Regions from separate parts of the Gossypium arboreum genome. Here region 2 is linked to region 1. Evidence: chromatin contacts called from public Hi-C data. All regions are on one chromosome and are shown on one strand. The core of a region is the stretch at or near the end of the contact, and the rest is flanking DNA. Distances in the headings are between cores, read along the strand shown. Region 1 has its middle 3.5 kb from the start of LOC108459662. Region 2 has its middle 94 kb from the start of LOC108460845.

Region 1 (6,184 bases), core at 1,149-3,648:
CTCTTGTTAGGAATTGATTGATGTATAACCGAAAAGGATAACTCTCGACTGATAGAAAGATATACAAAGGAGGAAATTCGAGAGGCCTTATCCGAATTAGGCCCAACGAAAGCGCCAGGAGAAGATAGACTTCCAGCTTTATTCTACCAAAAATGTTGGCCAATTATTGGGGAAGATGTTACATCCTTTTGCCTAGGAATTCTAAATGGAGGTATGGATATCAGTTTAATTAATAAAACTAATATCGTTTTAATACCAAAAATACCAAATCCTTCAACTATTATTCATTTCAGACCTATTATCCTATGTAATGTGCTTTATAAGTTGATAGCTAAGGTCATCATAAATCGTCTTCGGAGTGTTATTGATAAATGCATAGATCCTGCATAGAGTGTGTTTGTACCAGGGAGATTGATTTTAGACAATGTGTTGCTGGCCTATGAAATCCTTCACACTTTAAAGCAGAAGAAGGGGAAAAAAATTTATAGCGGTAAAACTAGACATAAATAAAGTGTAGGATAGAGTGGAATAGGTTTTTGTCGGAGAAATTATGAAACGAATAGGTTTTGATCCAGGTTGGGTTGACTCTTTAATGAAGTGCGTCTCTACAGTTTCTTATTCGGTGCTTTTCAATGGTCATGTAGGAGATAGCTTTTGTCCTACAAGTGGATTAAGACAAGGTGACCCTTTGAGTCAATTTCTTTTCTTAATTTGTGGGAAAAGTCTTTCTATTCTTATGTGATTGGCTATGAGAAGAAACATACTTAGAGGGGTCAAGGTAAGTAGAAGTGGTTCGCAGGTCTCACACTTATTATTCGCAGATGACTGCATACTATTTAGGGGGGTTACAGAAAGAGGAGCTCAATCACTGAAGCAAATTTTGCTGGAATATGAGAATTGTTTTAGTCAATGCGTTAACTAAGGCAAATCTACAGTTTTCTTTAGTAGTAATACCTAGGAGGGGGACATAACAACAATTTTCAGGATTCTTGGAGTACGAAGTTCGAATGTCCCAGAAAGATATCTTGGTCTTCCTAATAAGGTGGGCAGAAGAAAGAAGTTGGCATTTCAAAATTTGAGAGACAGAATTAAACAACGAATTGATTGCTGGAGTGTTAAACATCGATCTCAAGGCAGAAAAGTGGTATTTATAATGGCCATTCTACAAGCCATTCCAACCTATAGTATAGCATGTTTCTTACTCCTTAAATCTCTATGTGCTGAAATAGAAGGCATTTTTGCAAAATTCTGGTGGCAGAAAATTCGAGATAAAAGAGGCATTCATTGGTGTACTTGGAATGGTTTATGCTCTTTGAAACCAAACAAGGGTAGCGTCTTATTAATTTTCACAATTCTTTGCTTAATCGTGTTTTAAAAGCAAAGTATTATCCAAATATAGATTTCTCCAATGCGCAATTAGGAAATTTACCTTCGCTTACCTAGAAGAGTGTCTGGGCAGCAAAAGGGATTTGGATAAAGGACTATGTTGGAGGGTTGACACGAGGGAACGTATTTCCGTTTGGGGTGACTTATGGATATTGGGAGCTAAAATAGACAGATTACAGAATGGGACTAGTAATGAAAATATTAAGACAGTATCAGATTTGATTGATCCAGCTAGCAGAACTTGGAATACAGATTTAATCATTAGTACTTTTAATGCAGACGTTGCAAAGAAAAATATTGTAGATCCCTCTGGCAGAGACAACTTATGAAGACTTTCAAGTGTGTGCCGGGGGGAATCATCAGGCGAATTCTCAGTTAGAAGTGCCTATAAACTATTACAAGAGGCTAATTCGGGTCCTAGTAATAATTATTTACAAACTGAGACTAGAGATTTCTACAGGAAATTATGGAATTTACATCTCCCTCCGAAAATTAAAATTACAAACTGGAGAATTTCATGGAACTATATTCCTACTCTATCAAATCTCAAGAATAAAAAAGTGGTCGTAGCAGCTATCTGTCCCAAATGTCATAACCCTGAGGAAGATAGCAACCATATCTTCCGGCACTGTCCTACAGCAATAGATGTGTGGTCAAATTTAAATCTCGCCTGGGTATGTCATTATGATCTTAACAGTATATGGGAGTGGCTCACCTGGGTTTTTAGACGAGGAAATATTGAGCAATGTCGACTCTTCTGTTACGTACTATGGTCAATCTGGACATGCAGAAATCAGCTAGTTTACGAAAGAAAGAACTCTACAAGCAGAGATATCTCAAATCAAGTCATCAGCTACATTTCGGAGTTGCATGGAGTGGAACAGAAAAAATTTAGCTTAAATGTTGATAAAGGTCATGAATACACGGCAAGAAGCACGAGGGTAACTGTCTTATTTGATGCGGCTTTTGACAAGGGATCCTCCAGATCTGCTTCGGGTCTGGCTGTCCGTGATGAAAGGGGTGTGATCTTGGTATCCAAAACGGTTATCCACTCCGATATACCGACACCGCTAGCAGCGAAAACAGATGCCGGGTTACAAGCGATTCAGTTAGCCATTTCAATGGGTTTTAACAGTTTACAAATAGTGGGGGACTCTAAAACAGTGATAAAAAATGCCAATCAAAAGATCCGGACAAATTGACTATAGGAGCGTTCATCAGAGACAGTCAAAGCAAAAAGGTTTATTTTCAGAATATCGAGTTTCATTTTATCCCTAGATCAGAAAATGATTGTGCCTATTTCCTTGCCAAAGAAGCCTTGAAGAGAGGAATAGGATATTACCTGCAGGGGGAGGATCCGGACCATGCTCATCGTTACTAAGGCAGCCAGGTTGAGAACCGAAGAGTCAAGATGAAAGAGATGAGAGAGGTTTTCAAAGAAATTGATAGCAGAAGAGTAAAGATATGTTTGGGAACTGTTATCATAAAAGCTGAAATGGTGACATGAAAAGACAAGAGAAAATGGCATCCAACTGTGGTGATTGACGGGGCATTTAATTAGGTTTCCTTTTTTTTATTATTTATTTGAATTTTGTTTTGTTTAGGGGGCCTTCCTGATCGGTTAGGCCTGATTCTTTAGTTTTTTCAAGTTTATTTGTTGTTTTTCTTTTGGGTTTCAGTCCATTAATATGGCTGACTGTTTTTTTATGTATTTCTGATTTAGTCTTTTATAAAAGCCCAGTTGATTCTTCAAAAACAAAATTATTTTATAAGTTAGTATCTGGTATATTATCGGTATATATTTTTATTTTACAAATAATCTTAGAAAATTGTTGTGTTTTTAATACTTATATTTTAATATTTTATTATACTCTATAAAATACTTGTTAACTTCTTGACTCTACTTGTAGTAGTGTATCAAATATTTTCTTATTTTATTATAATTTTAATTATAAAACTATAAAATTAATATTATTGTGTCTTTTAGCACCTTAGTCAAACTCCACTTGAACTAACGAAGGTAGGAAATTTTTATGGAAAGACTGAAATTAAGTTGTATATTTTTATAAGAGTTAAAGTATAATTTTATTATTTTAATGATTTATATTTTATAATTTTTAAAGGATTAAATTATAATTTTATTATTTTTAGAAGTTAAAAGTAAAATTTTATTATGTACAATTTTAAAAATTTAAAGGATTAAAAATAAAATTTCCTGTTTAGGAGGTGGTGTCGCCCCTAACTTAAACAAACCATTAATAGTTATGAATACTTGGCCAAAAGAATACTGCCAAAAACATTCACAGTTAGGTTAAAATCTAATTAATCGGTCAAGCTGGTTAATGATTTTTAAAAATTTAATTATCGGTTAATTTGGTTCAAATCCAGTAATTAATCCAATTAACTAATTAACTGAAATATATTTATTAATTTCAAGACTTATGTAGTGTTTAGTTGTTGACTTTTAATAATTCGTAATATTTCTAATATCTTATTTGTTGTCTTCACCTCATTTAAAGTTTTTGAACTATTAAATAAAAGAAAATGAACATTAGTAATATAATTTTTTATATTTTTATACTTATTTTAACTAAAAACAAAAATATATAAAATTAGGTTAACCGACCAAATTAATTGAAATATTCGATTTGATTGTATTTAAAAACTTTCAATTCAATTATTAATTGAAAGTAATTTAATAATAATAATTGATTCAAATATTAACCTAACCCTTACTATAAACATGCAATAGGCTGATAATGACTTTTAACTCCTAAACACTCTCGTCTTGAACACCTGTCCTAGGATATCGAAAACATCTCCAACTGTTAGAAGGAGAAAAAAAAAAGAACTTTTCTGGTCTACTACTTGAGTTACTCGACTCCTCAACAAGTTAACTCCAATGAATTTTGGCACCATCACCACGTAAATTGCCTTTAACCACCTATTGATGCAAAAGCCAAGGATGTAGCACAAGAAACCACAAAGTTAGAATTTAAAATTTAAAAGAAGAGAATCAAGTCGGAAAGAACAGTGAATTGGATCCTTGTATTTGATGAACGTGGATTTTAGGAATGCGAATTTGACTAAAACTCCAATTAAGATTAATTGAATCTAAAGATAAAGATAAAAATAAAGATTTAAAGTGAAATAAAAAGAGAAGAATGATAGATTAGTCTTATGGAATCATTGAATAATTTGTATTTAAAAATATCAATGACTAGACTTGGACTCTATGAAATCCCTAAAAAGAGGAGTTGAAAATAATCAAACTTGAAGTTTGAAGACTTTTAAATATAAACATTGGAAGAATCACTCAACTTTCAAAGAAAATTTATTTCATGTAATGTAAAAATCTAAATGAATTTTTTATTTTTTTATTTTAGGGGCTGAAATCCTACCAGCCCTGGCTTCCCCACTGTCTCATAGCTCTGCTGTTATCAGTTATATTTTGCATGGTGTGAGAAGTGGTTAAGTCTTGGGACAGTTGAAAACGTGGTTTGGAGTTTGAAATATATTACTTGTGATTTTGTATGGGTTGTAGCAAGCAATGGTGCGCCTGGTTGGATAAGTAATGATGATAGTGATAAAAGTTGTGCGGTCACAAATAGAGGGCAAATGTTATGGCTGCACAGTTAAACCTCCCTTGGTTACGTACACCTAACCTAACCAAAAAGATCTGGCAAGGATTCAACGATTGTTATGCGTCTTCAGCCCATTCAGTTAAACCTTGAATGGTTATAAGCATCTTGTCAGAAGGATCCATTCTTATCCGATAGACAAGATAGAATGAAAATACTAGAATGTATTTGTTTCTCTCATTTGTTGCGAATTGCGATGCAAACCCTAACAGATGTTTGTTGCATGATATGTCCATTTCAATTCATAAAATAAATTGAATCTAGTCGTGATACTAATGTGCATGTATCTTATAACAAAACCACAAATCATTTTACAAAACGCCATTGCTTATTCAAATTATATGATGTAATTAATTTTTCTTTTTTTCTTTTTTTTAATAACTTGTTATTACTCGACATATAATAATTAAATAATAAATATAAATTTCAGTAATTTATTATTTTTAATATATAATTAATTTTTAATTTAAGGATAAACTATATCCAATGTCATTAAACTATTATTAAATTTACCTTTTGGTTACTTAACTTTAAAAAGTTACAACATGATCATTGAACTATTCGAAAGTTTTTATTTAAATCACCAGACTGCTAAAATCAATGTTGTATAGTATTCTTTGTTTTTACCGTTTGTATCAATCAAAAACTCCTATTTCCTTACTCTTCTACAAATTTATTCTTTTCATTAAATTACTTTGACTGTCATGAATTTACAAACCAAAATTCGAACAACTTTCTTCTCTAATCTCTGACATTGATCATCAGATTGATTTGGGTTTAAGCTATGTTCTTCTATTCATCAATGGGCACTGAGCCATTGTACTAATTGTTGAACTATCGTTTGGTGCTCACCAATCAAACTTATTTCCATGTATCTATAAGTTACATTATTGAGAGGGTACTTTTGTCTTTTTATATATTTTTAATAAAACCAGTTAAAAATTTGCTCATTGTGATATTTGAATCTTTGCCACCAACGTCTATAAAAAAAAATTTGCCACTTCAACCAAGTTTTATTTTAATTTTTTTATACATTTCACTATTATTAGACAAATAGTTTCACCTACATAATTTGTATACTATTATTAAAGTCCTTTACTGAGTTTAGTGTCACAAGTCAAGTGACAAGAACTCAGTTGAGTAAATTATAAAATAAC
Region 2 (6,184 bases), core at 1,317-3,816, 200 kb before region 1:
AAGTTAAGATGATAAAGTAAAACTCGTGAACTTAATTAATTTAAAATATTTTCACTCGATTCTAACCCTAATAATATGCTAACACTATGCAACAAAGCTCGTAAATATAATCACCCGGAAAACTTTCTCTCCTTCAAATTTGTCTAAGCATTCTCTAACAGTTTAAGAAAAGCTCTTATTTTTCATTTTAATTGGTGCTATTAGAATTATACCATGTTTTTAGGGAAAAATATTTTCTAAAATTATACCATGTTTTGTAATTTGTCTAATTTTTTTTATGTTGAAGTGGTGAATGAAGAAAATATATGTGTGATGTGGGTATGTTGTTACTATGGATAGGTAAATAGTAATAATTTAATTGTATATTATCAAAATAAAATAAAATTAATTGAAGTTCAAGGAGTAGAAAATGAGCAGAGAGAAATTGTTAAATTTCATCCAAGTGGGCTATTTTTTTACCCTTTTAAGTCATAAATAATTTCTATAATTTTCTATAATCTATTTTGTAATTTTTATCTTATTTTCTATATTTTGTTATGATTTTTATCAAGTTTTACAATTTTTATATTTTAAAAATTTAAAAGAAATATCATTTTTTTTCACTACGTTATCCTTCTAGTAACTATCAACTATCCTGTCGGTCACGTCTCCCATTCACCATGTCCACTCGGTATGGCAAACCAAATGGTCCTCCTATTACCGTATTTCAATCATAAAGCAAGTAGAAGAAATCAAATCTTGCAAAAGAAAATGGAGCAAGAACAACAACAACAGCCACACACATCATCATCTCATGTACTAATCTTCCCTCTCCCGGCACAAGGCCATGTCAACTCCATGCTGAAGCTAGCTGAGCTATTAGCACATGCAGGCCTCAAGGTCACCTTCCTAAACTCCCACTTCATCCATCAACAACTTCTTCGTCACGCCGATATTCTTTCCCGCTTCGCCAAATATGCGGGATTCCAATTCAAGACCATACTAGATGGTGTCCCTGACGATCATCCCAGAGTAGGCGGTGATTTTGTGAGGAAGCTCTTTGATGGTTTGGAATTGATAACCAAACCACTTTTCAAGGAAATGCTGGTTAATAGTAAGCCGAAAGTGGATTGTATTATAGGAGATGGGGTCTTAGGGCTCGCACTTGATATTGCTGATGAGCTTGGAATTCCCATCATTCAGCTTCGTACCATTAGTGCTTGCAGTCTCTGGGCTTATTTTGCAATCCCTGATATGATCCATGCTGGGGAGCTTCCTATCAAAGGTATTATTCCTTTCTTTTTAATAACTTAACTCATCCATCAATCATAAGACGCTATTTCTTAAACTTCAAATTCGAATCCAGTGTCTTCTGGAAGCGAAGATAAATGAAAATTCTACACTAATTATTAGAGTTTGGGTTCACACTACGATGAGAGAAAATCCCGGTTTTGATTTGTCTCAAATTTATAGGGGTCGATTTCTTTAATAAAATTTCTAGTCCGTGTGTATCCACCTCACCGTGTTTTATATATAATTTAATTTTGCTATTAATTCTTATACTTTCTAAAAGTTATAGATTTAGTTTTTGTACTTTTAAACTAGTCAATTTTATTCTTTTATTTTTAAAATATAAAATTTTAGTCTTACCTCAGCAGTAGTAATTAAATTCGTTTGGTTAAATTTAATTATTCGTCTTGTACTATTCATAAAGTTTCCAATTTAGTTTATTTTCTTTATTTGGATCATTCTAAATTTTTATACTTTTTCGAATTTTGGAATTTCAATCTTAATACAAATCACAGTCATTAATTCATTAATTAAATTTTTAATGAGTAATATGTAAAAATAATAAATTGACATGAAATTACATATATAATAATATATTTAGCTATTTAAATTTCAGTATTTTATTTTTAACTACATATCTATGTTGTAAATCTGTACTTTCCAGACATACACATGTGATTTCTGATATCAAATAAGGCCTCTGACAAAGCTACATGTGTTTGTGGAAGGAAATGAAGATATGGATCGACTAATAACAAGTGTTCCAGGCATGGAAGCTTTTCTTAGATGTCGAGATCTTCCAAGTTTTTGCCGAGCAAGCGACACCAAAGATTCAATTCTCCAACAGATCGCTCAAGAAACGAGAAAAAATTCCGAAGCCCGCGGACTGTTATTAAACACCTTTGAAGACCTAGAAGGACCAATATTATCCCATATGCGAACTAAGTTTCCCAAAATCTACACAATTGGACCTCTCAATCTACACTTGAAGACTAGACTTTTCAAGTCAGATCAAACATCTTCCGGTCCATCCTCGAATAGTTTTCGAAAAGTCGATAGAAGTTGCTTGTCATGGCTTGATAAGCAACAAAAAGGATCCGTTGTTTATGTAAGTTTTGGCAGCCTTGCAGTGTTGTCAAGGGAGCAAGTTTTCGAGTTCTGGTTCGGGCTTGTCAATAGTGGGAAACGGTTTTTATGGGTTCTAAGGCCGATAACATGCCTGAAAATGGCGGCGGAGATGATAAAGGGGTCAGTATACCGATCGAGCTTATCGAAGGGACTCAAAAAAGAGGATACAGAGTGAGTTGGGCGCCACAAGAAGAGGTGTTAGCTCATGAGGCCGTTGGTGGATTTTTGACACATAACGGATGGAATTCAACATTGGAGAGTGTGGTGGAAGGAGTGCCTATGATTTGTTGGCCTTACTTTGCTGATCAACAATTGAATAGCAGATTTGTGAGTAGAGTGTGGGGATTGGGTTTAGATATGAAGGATTTGTGTGATAGGGAAGTTGTTGAGAAGATGGTGAATGATTTGATGGTGGAAAAGAGGGAGGAATTTGTGAAATCAGCTGCCAAAATGGCCAACTATGCCAAACAATGTGTAACTGTTGGTGGGTCTTCGTATTGCAATTTGGATCGTCTAGTTGAGGACATAAAATTGATGAACACCAATTCAGGCAAGTGATGTAGTTCAATCATCATCTTGTTTTACGATCATTTCTAAAATAATATCTATTAAAAATAGAAATTTAGTTAAAGTTTTAGGTTTTTTTTTCTAATAATCAATTAAAGTTGTAGGTCCATAGCTTATTTGATACCTTTTTTCCTTGTCTTTCCCGCTAGCTTTTAGTGTTTTCCAGCATTCTTTCAGGTTTAAAACTCCACTCACCCACGTCTTTTACCCCACTTCAAAGCAGTAATATTAACTCCCTCATGGCCTCATCCTTATCCCTTTTTCAAATTCTTTCTACATGATTCAAACAGCAAAGATCCATACACTTTCTAAATACAGGCATGTACATCATTTATTTATCATAACCTCCACATGCACGCATATCTATAAGTAATATACTATGTATAGAATTCTATGCTACACATAAAAGCATTATAATCAGGGGCGAAGCCGGGGTGGCATGGGCCGGCTCTTCCTAAAATGTAAATTAATTTTTTTGGCTCTTAAAATTTTTTTAAAAATTTTATATTAGTAAAATAAAATTGTATTTTGACCCTTTAAAATTATAAAAATTCGATTTAATCATTTATAAATTATAAAGATATAAATTATAAAAAATTAAAATTTTATCCGGTCCCCTAAAATTTGTTCGGCTTCGCCCTAATTATAATATAATATTTTAGATATATCAACAAATAAAACTTATAAAATAATATAACATTAACAGCCGGAACATATAGAATTCCATAATTGTTCTCATTTTATTATTTTACAATATAATAAAGAAAGAAAAGAAAATTGATAACATGCTTATATTATTGGATCTTCCTATGAAAATAATACTAATTTTATTAAGATTAAATAATAAATAACAATCTAAATATAAAATGAGCTTAGTCCTCAAATTAAGATTAAACGACAAAATATGGTGATTACAACATGTTTGGAGATAGATTTCACTTTCATAAAATCTGCTTTTCAATAATTATCTATATTTCCAATTAGATACAGATCATTTTCTTAGTGCATAGCTAGTAGTTCACTATGCCTTTGAGATGCCTTAATATCCTTTTAAATGCTTTCTAATGGGGTTAACCTCGTATACATAAAGTTTATAATTACACTAAAATAAGGAACTTTGTCCATTTGAGCCTTTTCTTGTGGATAAGCTTAGGTTTTCACCTCTCCAACAAGGGTATCAATTAGCTTACAATTTTTCATTCTAAATCATTCAAGGATTTTCTTAATGTATGACTCTTGCAAAAGAGCTATGGTCCTCTTAAAATGATCTTGAGTAATCTTTACTCTATGAATGTAACCTGCATTTCAAGGTTGGAAGATAACCAATCTTTTATCGTAACTATATACTCATTGTTTCTAGCCAATAGTATGACATCCACGTAAAGTGACAAGATTATAAACTTGTCCTTGTCTTTTTGACATACACACAATATCTTCATCAATATGGTAAAATCATACAAAATGATTGTTTGATGAAATTTTATATACCACTATTTGATGAAATTTATATTCCACTATCTAAAAAATTGCTCAAGATTGTTAATTGATCTTAGTAACTTGCACACTTTGTGCTCTTGACTTTTATAAACCAAACTTATAAGTTGCTCCACGAAGATTTTTTTCTTGCTCTCTGTTTAGAAAAGCAGTTTTCACATCCATTTGGTGCAACTCCAAATTTAAACTTGCTACTACTGTTAGAAGTAAGTATATTAAGGTAAATCTCATGACAAGAGAGAAAGACTCTTTGTAGTCTATTCCATCTTGTTGGGTATAACTTTTCACTACAAGGCGTGCCTTGTATCTTTCAATTGTGTCATCAGATTTACACTTAATTTTGAGAACTCATTGTTCCCGATTGCTTTTCGTCCTTTTAGTAGATCAACCAATTCCCAATTATGGTTTGATCTCATTGACTCCATTTTTTCTTATATTGCATTCATCCATTTATCTTTTGAGTAATCATGAAAGCTTCTCTCTTTATGTTAAAACAATATTGAGGTATATGTCTACGACTACCACACTTAACATGAGATTCTTGTGAAAGAATTTCAACATCTCTTGTTAAGTTCCAATCAAATAAGGCAACATTGTTACATTTATAAGGAAATGTAATAACCAATTTGAACTAATCAAATCACCAACATCTTCTATTTTATAAAGAGAAGAATCATGTTTAGTGTCACCTCTGTTATGAAAATCATTTTCTAGAAATATGGCATATCGAGACTCAAATTCAGTAACGCTTTCATTTTCTTGTTCTCCTATAAACACATATTATTTTGAATGTTCAGAGTATATTATAAATATACTATTTTTACCTATTGGACTTAATTTGTCATGTCGTGAGTAAGCTCATGGATATAAGCAGCGCGACCTCATGGCTTTAAATTACTAAGATTGCGTTTTCTACTAGCCTATAATTCTTAGGGAGTTGATGCAACATATTTAGAGGTAACTTGATTCAATACATAAGCAACTATCAATAAAGCATCACCCCAAAAAGTGATAGGCAAAGTTGCTTGTGCCATCATAGACCTGACCATTCTTGGAAGCATTCTATTTCTTCTCTCTGCAACACCATTTTATTGTACAATCCTCAAAATAATTAACTGCCTATCTATCCATTTTTCATTGCACAAGTTTTTGAATTGATCAGACAACTATCATGTCCTCAATTGATTCTTAATGCCTTGACATTTTTTATCTCATTGATTTTCCACTAACATAACATATTTTCTGAAGTATTCTAATTCTTTAGACTTGTTGGAAATAAAATAAACAATACTAAAGTATGTATAGTCATCTATGAAAGTTATGAAGTATACTCCTCCAATTCATGCCCTAACATTCATTAGGCTACGAATACTTGTGTTTATTAATTGTAATAGAAATTCGACTCAAGTTCCTTTATTGAATGGTTTTCTTGTTATTTTTCTATCTAGAAACCTTTCACATACAGGTATATTAGCTTTTTTGATAAAGCCTAATAATCCCTCTTTAGCTAACCTATGCATTTTTTGTTGTTTGATGTGAGAAAGTTTGGCATGAAAAATATTCATCCTAGAAAATTTCAAAATAAAACCTCAATTAAGAAGCACTACTACTAATACCAAATTCTATCGTATCTTAGGAGCAAATAATACATGATGCAGGATCAAGAGTCTTTCACAATGCAAACTCAATTTGCTAGTGCTAATGCCCTTAACTTTAACACTTGTGT

What was found. A called contact is a pair of places that touch in the nucleus more often than the background predicts.
Region 2: a contact with region 1 is called in a Hi-C map of leaf, with 2.0 times the contacts expected there. The contact joins two enhancer-like sites. A contact is called at or near these places in 2 of 5 Hi-C or Micro-C datasets (both in leaf).

What each region holds. Positions count from the first base shown.
Region 1 is chr4:15,704,930-15,711,113 of ASM2569848v2, reverse strand. No RefSeq gene overlaps it. Among protein-coding and RNA genes, the nearest start is that of LOC108459662, 3.5 kb to the right of the region's middle. Within about 2 kb of position 2,398, at least 2 of the 2 cell types and tissues checked have an H3K27ac peak or open chromatin away from gene starts, as enhancers often do. A contact at or near this core is called in leaf, where this site is marked.
Region 2 is chr4:15,901,698-15,907,881 of ASM2569848v2, reverse strand. It overlaps the pseudogene LOC108458369. Among protein-coding and RNA genes, the nearest start is that of LOC108460845, 94 kb to the right of the region's middle. Within about 2 kb of position 2,566, at least 2 of the 2 cell types and tissues checked have an H3K27ac peak or open chromatin away from gene starts, as enhancers often do. A contact at or near this core is called in leaf, where this site is marked.